2 separate regions of the Macaca mulatta genome follow, and region 1 is linked to region 2. Evidence: chromatin contacts called from public Hi-C data. All regions are on one chromosome and are shown on one strand. Each heading gives the region's core, a stretch centred on a gene start, on an enhancer-like site or on the middle of the called end of the contact. The rest is flanking DNA. Distances are from core to core; before and after follow the strand shown.

Region 1 (5,625 bases), core at 2,617-5,116, 250 kb after region 2:
AATTCAAAGAAATCAATGAATTATTCTTATAAAATCAGTTAAGTACTCATTAAACACTTGTGTGCCCAACTGGTGTTGAGAATGTAGAGATAAATGAATGCAGAATTCCTGTTTACAAATTAGCTGGGTCAGACATCCTTACAGAAAGAAACAACTAGAAAATGAGTATACATTCACTTCAAGCATCTTTTTTTTTTTTTGTAGAGATGCAGTCTTGCTATTTTGCCCTGGCTGGTCTCCAACTCCTAGCCTCAAGCGATCCTCCCACTTTGGCCTCCCAAAGTGCTGGGATTACAGGCGTGAGCCACCATGCCTGGCATCACTTCAAACATCTAATAAGCAGAGAAAATTAAAATACAAGACAGCAGTAATTAGCTGGGCGTGGTGGCACGTGCCTATAGTCAGTCCCAGCTACTCAGAAGGCTGAGGCAGGCAAATTGCTTGAACCCAGGAGGCAGAGGTTGCAGTGGCCAAGATTACGCCACTGCACTCTAGCCTGGTCACAGAGCAAGACTGTCTCAAAAAAAAAAAAAAAAAAAAAAAAAAAGCAAATAATCAAGCACTACACTGAAAACATTTATCCTTATCAGCTACATAGCAGCCTGTGTGTAAGAGCTACATAAAATTCCACGTTAGGGCCGGGTGCAGTGGCTCATGTTTGTAACCCTAACACTTTGGGAGGCTGAGGCTAGAGAATCACTTGAGGCCAGGGGTTGGAGACCACCCTGGGAAACATATAGGGATTCCATCTCTACAAAAAAATTTAGGCCAGGTGTGATGACTCACAGTTGTAATCCCATCACTTTGGAATACCGAGGAGAGCAGATCACGAGGTCAGGAGATTGAGACCATCCTGGCTGACACAGTGAAACCACATCTCCACTAAAAATACAAAAAATTAGCTGGGCATGGTGGTGGGCACCTGTAGTCCCAGCTATTCAGGAGGCTGAGGCAGGAGAATGGTGTGAACCCGGGAGGCGGAGTTTGCAGTGAGCCAAGTTCACACCACTGCACAACAGCCTGGGCGACAGAGCAAGACTCCATATCAAAAAAAAAAAAAAAAAGGAAAAAAAAAATTTAGCTAGGCAAGCTAAATTAGTAGGTGGCAGGCCTGTGGTACCAGCTACTTGGGAGGCTGAGACAAGAGGATCGCTTAAGCCTGGGTGGTGGAGGTTGCAGTGAGCTGTGTTCCTGCCACTGCATTCCGCCTGAGTGACAGAGAGAGACGGACACATTTCTTTTCCTTTTTTTTTTTTTTGAGATGAAGTCTCACTCTGTTGCCCAGGCTTGAGTACACTGGTGCAATCTCAGCTCACCAAAACATTCGCCTCCTGGGTTCAAGCAATTCTCCTGCCTCAGCCTCCTGAGTAGCTAGGATTACAGGGAGGTGCCATCACGCCCAGCTAATTTTAGTGTTTTTAGTAGAGACGGGGTTTCACCATGTTGCTCAGGCTGGTCTCGAACTCCTGACCTCGTGATCCGCCTGCCTCGGCCTCCCAAAGTGCAGGGATTACAGGCATGAGCCACAGCGCCCGGCCAGAGAAACCCATTTTAACCACACGAGGACCCAGCTAAAAACCCTTCCCTGGTTCTGTTACCATCAGATAAATCCTAAGCTCCTGTATCTCTGTCCTGCACTTTTTCTCTTTAATAACCACCCTCCAGGCTCTGTAGCTGATGCCTGTAATTTCAGCACTTTGGGACACTTGAAGCAGGAGGATTACTTGAGTCCAGGAGTTTGAGACCAGCCTGGGCAACACAGCAAGACCCCATCTTGACAAAATATTTAAAAATCAGCTGGGTGTGACAGTACCCATCTGCAGTCTCAGCTACTCGGAAGGCTGAGGTGGGAAGATCACTTGAGCCCAGGCAGTTGATACTTCAGTGACTCATGATCGTGTCACTGTACTCCAGCCTGGGTGACAAAGTGAGACCCTGTCTCTAAATAAATAAGCACCTCCTTATAGTTACTGGTCTCCTCTCCTTTGGTTCGCCCATCTCCCTCACTCCACCCTGTTAGTCTAAATGTTACTCATTCTTCAGGACACCTGCAGAAAGTATTCCCTGATCCCTTCCAGGCTCCACACCCAACAGTATGGCCTAAATGCCCGGCTCCTTCCTCGGTGCTCCATCTTAGCTCACACTCCTTACCACACTGTTTTCAAAGTATCTTGAAAGTGTCCCTTCTCCTCAACTGGGCAACTTCTAGACAGCAGAAACATGACTGCTTAGAAGGTCATTAAAAATTCAAATCCTGAACATTTCTTAATCCTGCGGATATGAATCAGTAACTCTTAAAAGCAAAATGTTATTTATCATTAAATATTAATAATATAATCACATTTTCTTGCATCTCTGGCAAGTATCTTGGTACAACAATTTTAAGGAACAGACTTTTTTTTTTTTTCTGAGATGGAGTCTGGCTCTGTCGCCTAGGCTGGAGTGCAGTGGCGCGATCTCAGCTCACTACAACCTCCGCCTCCCGGGTTCATGCCATTCTCCTGCCTCAGCCTCCCGAGCAGCTGGGACTACAGGTGCCCGCCACCACGCCTGGCTAATTTTTTTTTTTTTTTTTTTTTGTATTTTTAGTAGAGACGGGGTTTTACCGTGTGAGGCAGGATAGTCTCGATCTCCTGACCTCATGATCCGCCCGCCTCGGCCTTTCAAAGTGCTGGGATTACAGAAGTGACCCACCGCGCCCGGCCAGAACAGACTCTTTAACAGCAGTTAAAGAGTCTGGCTCACGCCTATAATGCCAGTACTCTGGGAGGCCGAGGCGGGAGGATCGCTTAAGACCAGGAGTTTGCCACCAGCCTGGGCAACACTGTGAGATCCTACCTCGGAAAAAATAATAAAGAAAAACAAAGCAGTTTTAGGTTTAGAGGGGGGAAAGTAGCTCTCCAAGCCAAAAACCAACTCCCAAGGTGCTCCTGTGAACTCGTCCTGGGAAAATTTCCTATCTAATCTCAAAGGCAAAACGAGCCCACGGGCGCCCACGACACATTTCCCAACCACAAGGATTGGTCACCCGCGCTGAGACACCGCCAGCTGCCTATGACCTAGCCTCCAAAGCGGCAGAGTACCTCCCTCTCTCTCCCTAAACTTCCGTGATGGGCATCCCTCGGCTCTCCTCCCAGACGGTTCGGAAGTAGGGACTTCTGCTCCTAACCCCAGCCCCGCAGCCTCGCCCTCAGCCACGGGGTGGAAGTCAACACCACAGGCTTCAAATCCCCTCCCAATTCCGGGACGCTTCTGTCCCCCCACGGTGACGCCGGATCAAGTACCAGCGCCCCTGCCGCAGCCGGGGGCTGTGGTCTGGGTCCGAGTGTCCCATACCGGCGCGTTCCGGGGAGGTCGTGGGAGGGGCCCCGCGCGACCACAGACGTTGCTTCGGAGCTAGCGGCCTGGACGGAAGGTGGGAGCCAGGCCGAGGGGAGCCGCCGGAGAGGGAGGTGGCCAGGAAATGCTCCGCGTCAGGCCGTCGGGGCTCGGCCGGCGCTGGAGATTCCGGCAACGAGCGCCTGGGACGTAGAGGCCGCGCACTGTGAGGATTAAGGGAGCAGAGGGCGGCCTGGAACGGGGAAGGCGGCAGTGACGGGGGACGGAATGTGGGACTAAGGACAGCGGGAGGCACCGACGCGCAACTGCCCCGGCCCCGCGGACGGCACGGACCGATCGCCCCGCCGCCCCCAGCCCGAGACGCCCCGCAGCCCCGCTCCCGTAGCTGAGAGCTGGGCAGCTTTTAGCTCCAGTCCGTCCGCTCCGTACCTCGCCCGCGTCTCCGCCGGCGTCCAAACCGCCGCTCTCCCGCTTCGCTCGGGTAAGTCGGGGCTCCCAGGTTCGCTCCCGCCTCACACCCACCCTCCTCCTCGCCCCGCCCCCGGCACCGCCAGCGAGCGCACGTCACGCACGGCGCGTAAACGTCACTTCCGGGGCCTTTGGTTCTTGACGGGAGGAAGTGCGAGTGGATCCAAAGCGTCGAGCGAAGTGGGGTAACGCCCTGACGCCGAAGAGCAAATGGAAGAGGGCGGCCTCCGGGCTAAAGCTGGGGCGCTGAGGAGCCCTGGAGAAACCGGCGTTTCCTAATCTGTGGCTCAGTCCCTGCTTCCGGCTTCCGACGCGCAGCAGCCGGAGGGCGACGCTGCGGCCGCGGTGGTAGCGCGAATGGCAGGTGGAGCGGAGCCACTGCGCCGAGGGACGCTTCAAAAACTATGAGTTTCAGCCCTTCGCGGATCCTAGGATGTGACAGGTGTTCGAGTTAAAAGGTCTTAAGGCGATCGGTTGATTCAAAAGCAGCTGAATCTTTAGGAGGCCCAGGCAGGAGGATCGCTTGAGACCAGGGCCACAGAGCAAGATCCTCGTCTCTACAAAAGAAATTTTACAAATCAGCCGGGCATGATGGCGGGCACCTGTGGTCCCAACTACTGGGGAGGCTGAGGTGGGAGGATCGTTTGATAGCCCAGGAAGTTGAGGGTGCAGAGATGCCATCTCTGAACTCCAGGCCAGGTGACAGCAGAGCGAGATCCTGTCTCAAAAACAACATACTCGACACCCAGAAGTGAAATAAATTAGCCAGTGTCACAAAGTATTAATGGTTGAGTCACAAATTGAATCCTGTTTACGTGATTCTTTACGTGATTCCCATGTAAGGAATGTTAAAACAGTAAATACTAATTGCTGTGCGTCCTGGATGCCATCAATGGCGTAACGTGCAGTCACAGCAAGAAAAAAAAGAAAATACTGTGCTGTGGCTGTGAGATAGACCTGGGTTGAAATCCCAGCTTTGCTAATTGTCGCTGCGGTGTTCTTGGACAGGTTGCCTAATTTTTCCGTCTTTTTTTTTTTTTTTTTTTTTTTTGAGAGTCTCACTCTGAACTGGAGTTCAGTCGTGGGAGCTCAGCTCACTGCAACCTCCGCCTCCTGGGTTCAAGCGATTTTCTCACCTCAGACTCCTGAGTAGCTGGAATTACAGGCACCTGTCACCACGCCCAGTTCTTTTTTTTTTTTTTTTTGTATTTTTAGTTGATACAGGGTTGCACCATGTTGGCCAGGCTGGTTTTGAATCCTGACCTCAAGTGATCTGCCCACCTTGGCCTCCCAAAGTGCTAGGATTACAGGCGTGAGCCACCGCGCCCTGCTAATGTTTGTATTTTTACTAGAGACAGGGTTTCACCATATTGACCAGGCTAGTCTTGAACTCCTGACCACAAGTGATCCACCAGCCTTTGTCTCCAAAAGTGCTGGGATTACAGGCATGAGCCACCGCGCCCGGCCCGAATTTCTAGTCATTATTCGTTATTGTTAAAGTGGGGATTAATTGATTCGTTTCTCAGATTCTTCCTAAGTGCCTAATGTGTGCTGTGCTGAGGGTACAACAGAGTATAAAACAAAAGTAAGGCCAGGTGCAGTGGCTCACGCCTGTAATCCTAGCACTTTGGGAAGCCGAGGTGGGCAGATCACCTGAGGTCGGGAGTTCAAGACTAGCCTGACCAACATGGAGAAACCCCCATCTCTACTGAAAATACAAAATTAGCCAGGGGTGGTGGTACATACCTGCAATCCCAGCAACTTGGGAGGCTGAGGCAGGAGAACCACTTGAACCTGGGAAGTGAGGGTTGCAGTGAG
Region 2 (5,425 bases), core at 1,750-4,249:
ACCTATAATTCCCAGCTAATCAGGAGGCTGAGGCAGGAGAATCGCTTGAGGTGGAGGTGGAGGTTGCAATGAGCCGAGATCGTGCCACTGCACTCCAGCCTGGTGGACAGAGATAGACTCTGTCTCGAAAAAAAAAAATAATAAATAAACATAGATGTGTGATGTGAAAGTCAGGACCATATTGGAACTATTGGTGCCATCCTTTTTTCCCTATTCCCTACTTCCATACCCATGGGCATCAATAATGGACTCACAACTTTCTCTATCCTGCTGAGGCAGAAGCAAGCTTCAGAACAAAGACCCCTCAAGACAGTGACTACCAGACACCACCAATCAGCTCTAATGGGGCACAGGAGAGGAAACCCACCTACCATTGCAGAAAGGAAAAACATTTGAGGGGAAAAGGTTGGGAGAAAGAATAAAGAGGGTTAGATGACCAATTCAGTTCACTGCTAAAGGACAGTTCACTGCTAAAGGGATTTTCTTAAAATGTCAGGAAACCAAAGGAAAAGCATCATATAAAGTTTTTACCTTTGCTGTACCAGTCTGAGAACCATAAAAAATCTTCACTCCAGACACAAAGATGTCTTTCTCTTGAAGGGAGACATAACCATTTGTCATCAAATCCTGAGGTGCTCTTGGAACAGATTTTTCCTGTAAGCTCCTGTCCTGAAAGACAAATAATTACACAAAATCCATCAAGTCTAAATCATTTCCCAACTTCAGCAGGGATGAAAATTAGCACAGATACTGAGACACTTTATTTTTCTCTTAATCTGACACACTAAATTTTTCTCTTAATCTTTCTGGTTGTATTCCTCAAATATTAGCCCCCTTGGTATAATAAGGTCCTTTAATAGGCAGGACTCACATTTTTAAGGCTCATGATTTCCATTCCCTCCAAGAAAAAACTTTACATACTCTTATCCTATAAAGTATTTTAGTAGAATAATAGTAGGAACTTATTTTCTGATCCTTAACGAATGGAAAGGCAAGAGAGGACTAGTGACCCTTAAAGGTATAAAACAAATTTGTTTTTCATATAAAAGTTTCATTTTTCATTACAAAAAATCTTCCTGTATCTTAAAAATGAGACACAGGGCCGGGCGCGGTGGCTCAAGCCTGTAATCCCAGCACTTTGGGAGGCCGAGACGGGCGGATCACGAGGTCAGGAGATCGAGACCATCCTGGCTAACACGGTGAAACCCCGTCTCTACTAAAAAAAATACAAAAAACTAGCCGGGCGAGGTGGCGGGCGCCTGTAGTCCCAGCTACTCGGGAGGCTGAGGCAGGAGAATGGCGTGAACCCAGGAGGCGGAGCTTGCAGTGAGCTGAGATCCGGCCACTGCACTCCAGCCTGGGCGACAGAGCGAGACTCCGTCTCAAAAAAAAAAAAAAAAAATGAGACACAGAAAAAGTAAATAACTTAATCCAAGATAACTTAGTCTCCAAAAACTTAGAGAAGAAATTTATTTTAGGCATTTCATTAAAATATCTAAAGACCAAACCACAAAAGTAATTAAAGGTTCCTTTTAGTGTTTAAATCCTCTATAAAATCTGATGCCTAAATATTAAAAAAAAAAACTCCACTTACCTGCGTCTTGCTGACAATCTGGAGACAAATCCAAAGGCTAATGCTAACAGCAAAGCCCAGATAAATGTAAAACCTGTTTATCCATAATGATATTAAAGGTGAGGAGAGGTCCCATGTATCCACAGAAGGATCTAAATTTAAAATGACACACACAGGTAATTTCGTTTAAAGCTATATATACAAAGATATCCATCCCGATTTTAAGAAGAAAATAAAACCAACCTTACATTCAACAACTCAGCTAAGAAATCTAATTTAAAAATCAACTGTTGGCCGGGCGCAGTGGCTCATGCCTGTAATCCTAGCACTTTGGGTGGCTGAGGCGGGCAGATCACCTAAGGTCAGGAGTTCCAGACCAACCTGGCCAACATGGTGAAATCCCAGCCCCTACTAAAAATACAAAAATTAGCCGGGTGTGGTGGCGCGCGCCTGTAATCCCAGCTACGCGGGAGGCTGAGGCAGGAGAACTGCTTGAACCCGTGAGGCAGAGGTTGCAGTAAGCCGAGATCGCGCCACCGCACTCCAGCCTAGGCGACAGACCAAGGCTCCATCTCGGGGGGAAAAAAAATCAACTGTAATAAAAATAACACACTATGTAGTAACGTGATAAAATTATCATACTGTTAATACTAACTCAAAGATAAAACAATATAAAATTGTATCTTCACTTCGAAATGAGCATTTAGAAGCAAGAGTAGGGAACATAAAGTAAAAATACTTCATGTGAAATTGGGTTAATTTTGTTTTGTTGTGCTTGCTCCATAAAAAAAAGCTAAAGTAGTAACAGTACTCTTTTTACTAATTGTACTTTCAAAGGCTCATGGTTAAACTTGTAAGATTCTCAAGTAACTGACCGTACGCCTTTTTTTTTTTTTTTTTTTTTTTTTTAGAGAGATATGCAGGGACCTGGCCTCAAACGTTCAACCTAGGAGCAATTTCAAAAGTCGAAGCCTGAAATTTAGGCTTTACAGGTGCAAAAGTCCTAATACACGTGGGTAAAGTGGGAGGAGTACTTTTCTGTTTTCATTGAGGGTTGGAAACGTAGTTTCCTTCTAAACTAACCCCCTAGCCTCAAAAGGCAAAAGCCAGGTCAAAACCAGGGATCAGTCTTCCTTGCTCTCAGCGGCGGCTATCCGGTGCTGTCAAGTCCAACAGTCTCCGAAGGAAGGGCACCGAGGACGCCACTCCGCCTGGAGAGGGTCTCAGTAAAACGTTTACCTCTCCTGCCGCCCCAGGGTCCTTGCCCGCCGGGTGCCCTTACCCATCCTCCTCAGAGCCGACAGGAGACTAGGATCTCGGACCTGGATAACCCGATGGTTCGCATTGGTACCGCGAGACGCACCGAGCTACCTCGCAGCGTTAGCGGCGTACCGGGTGCCTGAGGAGCTGGGGGCAGCCATGACACTGGCGGGCCGGTCCTGATTGGCTCAGAGGGCGAAGAGGTGGGCCCAGAGCAAAGCCCAGAGCTCTGGGAAAGGAAGCCAGTGTCCGGTGCGCTCTCGGCCCTGCTCCGATTGGCTCAGAGGGGAAAGAGGGCGTACCCAGAAATAAGCACCACCCAGAGTTCCGGGCGATGATGCCGGAGCGCTTCCGCCTCCGTTTGGATTGGCTCAGACTGGGAAAAGGTGGGTCCAGAGAGAAATGATTGGCATGGGAAAATAAAGAGGGGAAAGGAGTGGGAAGGGAGGGAAACGCTGTGTGGACCTGTTTGGATTTCGGTTGGAATAAACTGACTGCAGAAAGGCATTATTTTTGGGAAACCCCAGGATGGACTCGCTATTAGATGATATCAAGGAATTGTAGTTAATCTCGTCGCGTGTATCTGTTAAGGGCTATAGGCTGAAGTATTTAATGCTGAAACCATATGATGGTTTCTTTAAAGTACCCCCAACCGGCCGGGCGCGGTGACTCAAAGCTGTAATCCCAGCACTTTGGGAGGCCGAAGCGGGAGTATCGCTTGAGCCCAGGAGTTCGAGACCAGCCTGAGCAACATAGTGAGACCTCATCTGTACAAATTTTTTTAAATTATTTATTTAATTAAATCAGCTTGGCGTGGCCGCTCACACCTGTAGTCCCAGCTACTTGGGAAGCTAACGCTGGAAGATCGCTCGAGCCCAGGAGGTCGAAGCTGCAGTGGGGCCATGACCCTGCCACTGCACTCCAGCCTGGGTGACAGAGTGAGACTGACTTTAAGAAAAAAAAAAAAAGTGTAAATAAAAAAGCAACAAAAAAATGAAAAAAGAAGAATAAAACAAGAATGTAACATGTTAATAATTTGTTGAAGCGGGGTGATGGGTACATGGAAGGTTCATTACACATTTTTGTCTACATTTTATGTTAAAATATTTCTATTATAAAAGGGTGAGTAAATAAAAATATTTATTATAAAATAATTGTAGTATAAAAAATATTTTTATTATAAAGTGGGTCTGCCCCTTGAATTCCGCGGAACGAGGTGGTGCCAACGCTGTGTTTCAACCCGGCCACTAAACATCTGCGAGCATCCTGTCAGAGCTCTCAGCTCATTGGCGAAAGTAAATTACGTCAAACAAAAGCACCTCCCTTTTTGGGCGTGGAAAGATGGCGTAAAAAGCCACAATGCGCAGGCGTCGTCGCTCACTTTTCGCCTCCCGGCTTCCGCCCCACCTGACGTCTGCGCAATAAGGTTGCCGGGCGCACAGTGGCGGCCGCCTGAAGCTACTGAGTCGCGGCGCCGCGCACTTGCGGTTGGGTCAGTGCCGCGCGCCGCTGGTGGCCTTCAGGCTGGTCGGTGCGGGTCCGCCCCGGTTCGCCGGCTCCTAGGTCTTTGAACAGCCGCGATGTCGATCTTCACCCCCACCAACCAGATCCGCCTAACCAATGTGGCCGTGGTACGAATGAAGCGCGCCGGGAAGCGCTTCGAAATCGCCTGCTACAAAAACAAGGTCGTCGGCTGGCGGAGCGGCGTGTGAGTAGCCCCCTCCCTCGGGCCTGGGCCTGGGCCGTCACCTCCGAGGCGGCCTGTCTCTGCTCAAGTCTAGTTAATGGGCGAAGCTGAGGTCTTGGCCGGGGAGGAAATGGAACATTCCTGCTGTCAGCATGAGACGTCGCAGTCCGAGCTTGGCTCCTAAGCCAAGGGGTTCCTTCTTTATTTGGTTGGTTCGGATTGGGTTGTTGGTTTGGGATTTTGTTTTGTTGGTGTCATAATAGCTGCAGCCAAGAAATCTCATAATTGTGGTCCTTTTCCCAGAATGATAGCTGAGAGCCTAGTCTTCCGAATACTGTCATAGTTGTGGATACATCTGGTGTCTCAGTAGCCCTAGCAGTTTGAAGTGCGTAGTGTCTTCACTGCTGCCATCTAGGGATTGGCATTCCGTGGCAGCAGCTGTCCGCACCCCACCCCACCCCGCCCCACCCCACCCTTAGTGTTTCTTACGTCCTCCCATGACATTTTTCTCCAGTGAGCAAATGGTAAGGCAAATACGATTCTGAGTTTTGAAAATGTTCCCTCAGGCCGATGCGGGCAGATCACTTGAGGCCAGGAGTTCGAGGCCAGCCTGGCCAACATGAAACCCCATCTCTACTAAAAATACAAAATTAGCCGGTGTGGTGGCGCATGCCTGTAATCCCAGCTACTTGGGAGGCTGAGGCAGGAGAATCACTTCAACCCGGAGGCGGAGGTTGCAGTGAGCCAAGATCGCGCCATTGCACTCCAGCCTGGGTGAAAACAGCGAAATTCCGTCTCGGGGTGGGGGTGGGCGGGGAAGAAAAAGAAAACGTGCCCTCGACACTAAAGGTCATCAGGGGGATTTGTTGTGTCTTGCCGTTCATGTTGTTGCCATCTCGTATTTA

The links. A called contact is a pair of places that touch in the nucleus more often than the background predicts.
Region 1: a contact with region 2 is called in a Hi-C map of fetal cortex germinal zone, with 3 times the contacts expected there. The contact joins the promoter of RABGEF1 here to the promoter of LOC703026 in region 2. A contact is called at or near these places in 3 of 14 Hi-C or Micro-C datasets (cortical neurons, fetal cortex germinal zone and liver).

What each region holds. Positions count from the first base shown.
Region 1 is chr3:58,409,581-58,415,205 of T2T-MMU8v2.0, forward strand. It overlaps RABGEF1 (RAB guanine nucleotide exchange factor 1), which reads right to left and starts at 3,867. Exons shown (of 8, transcript XM_077996649.1): 1 at 3,769-3,867.
Region 2 is chr3:58,163,934-58,169,358 of T2T-MMU8v2.0, forward strand. It overlaps LOC703026 (S-adenosyl-L-methionine-dependent tRNA 4-demethylwyosine synthase TYW1), which reads right to left and starts at 3,000. Exons shown (of 16, transcript XM_015133369.3): 1 at 2,856-3,000; 2 at 1,595-1,725; 3 at 532-669. The coding sequence starts at 2,859. It overlaps SBDS (SBDS ribosome maturation factor), which reads left to right and starts at 4,243. Exons shown (of 5, transcript XM_015133370.3): 1 at 4,243-4,541. The coding sequence starts at 4,414.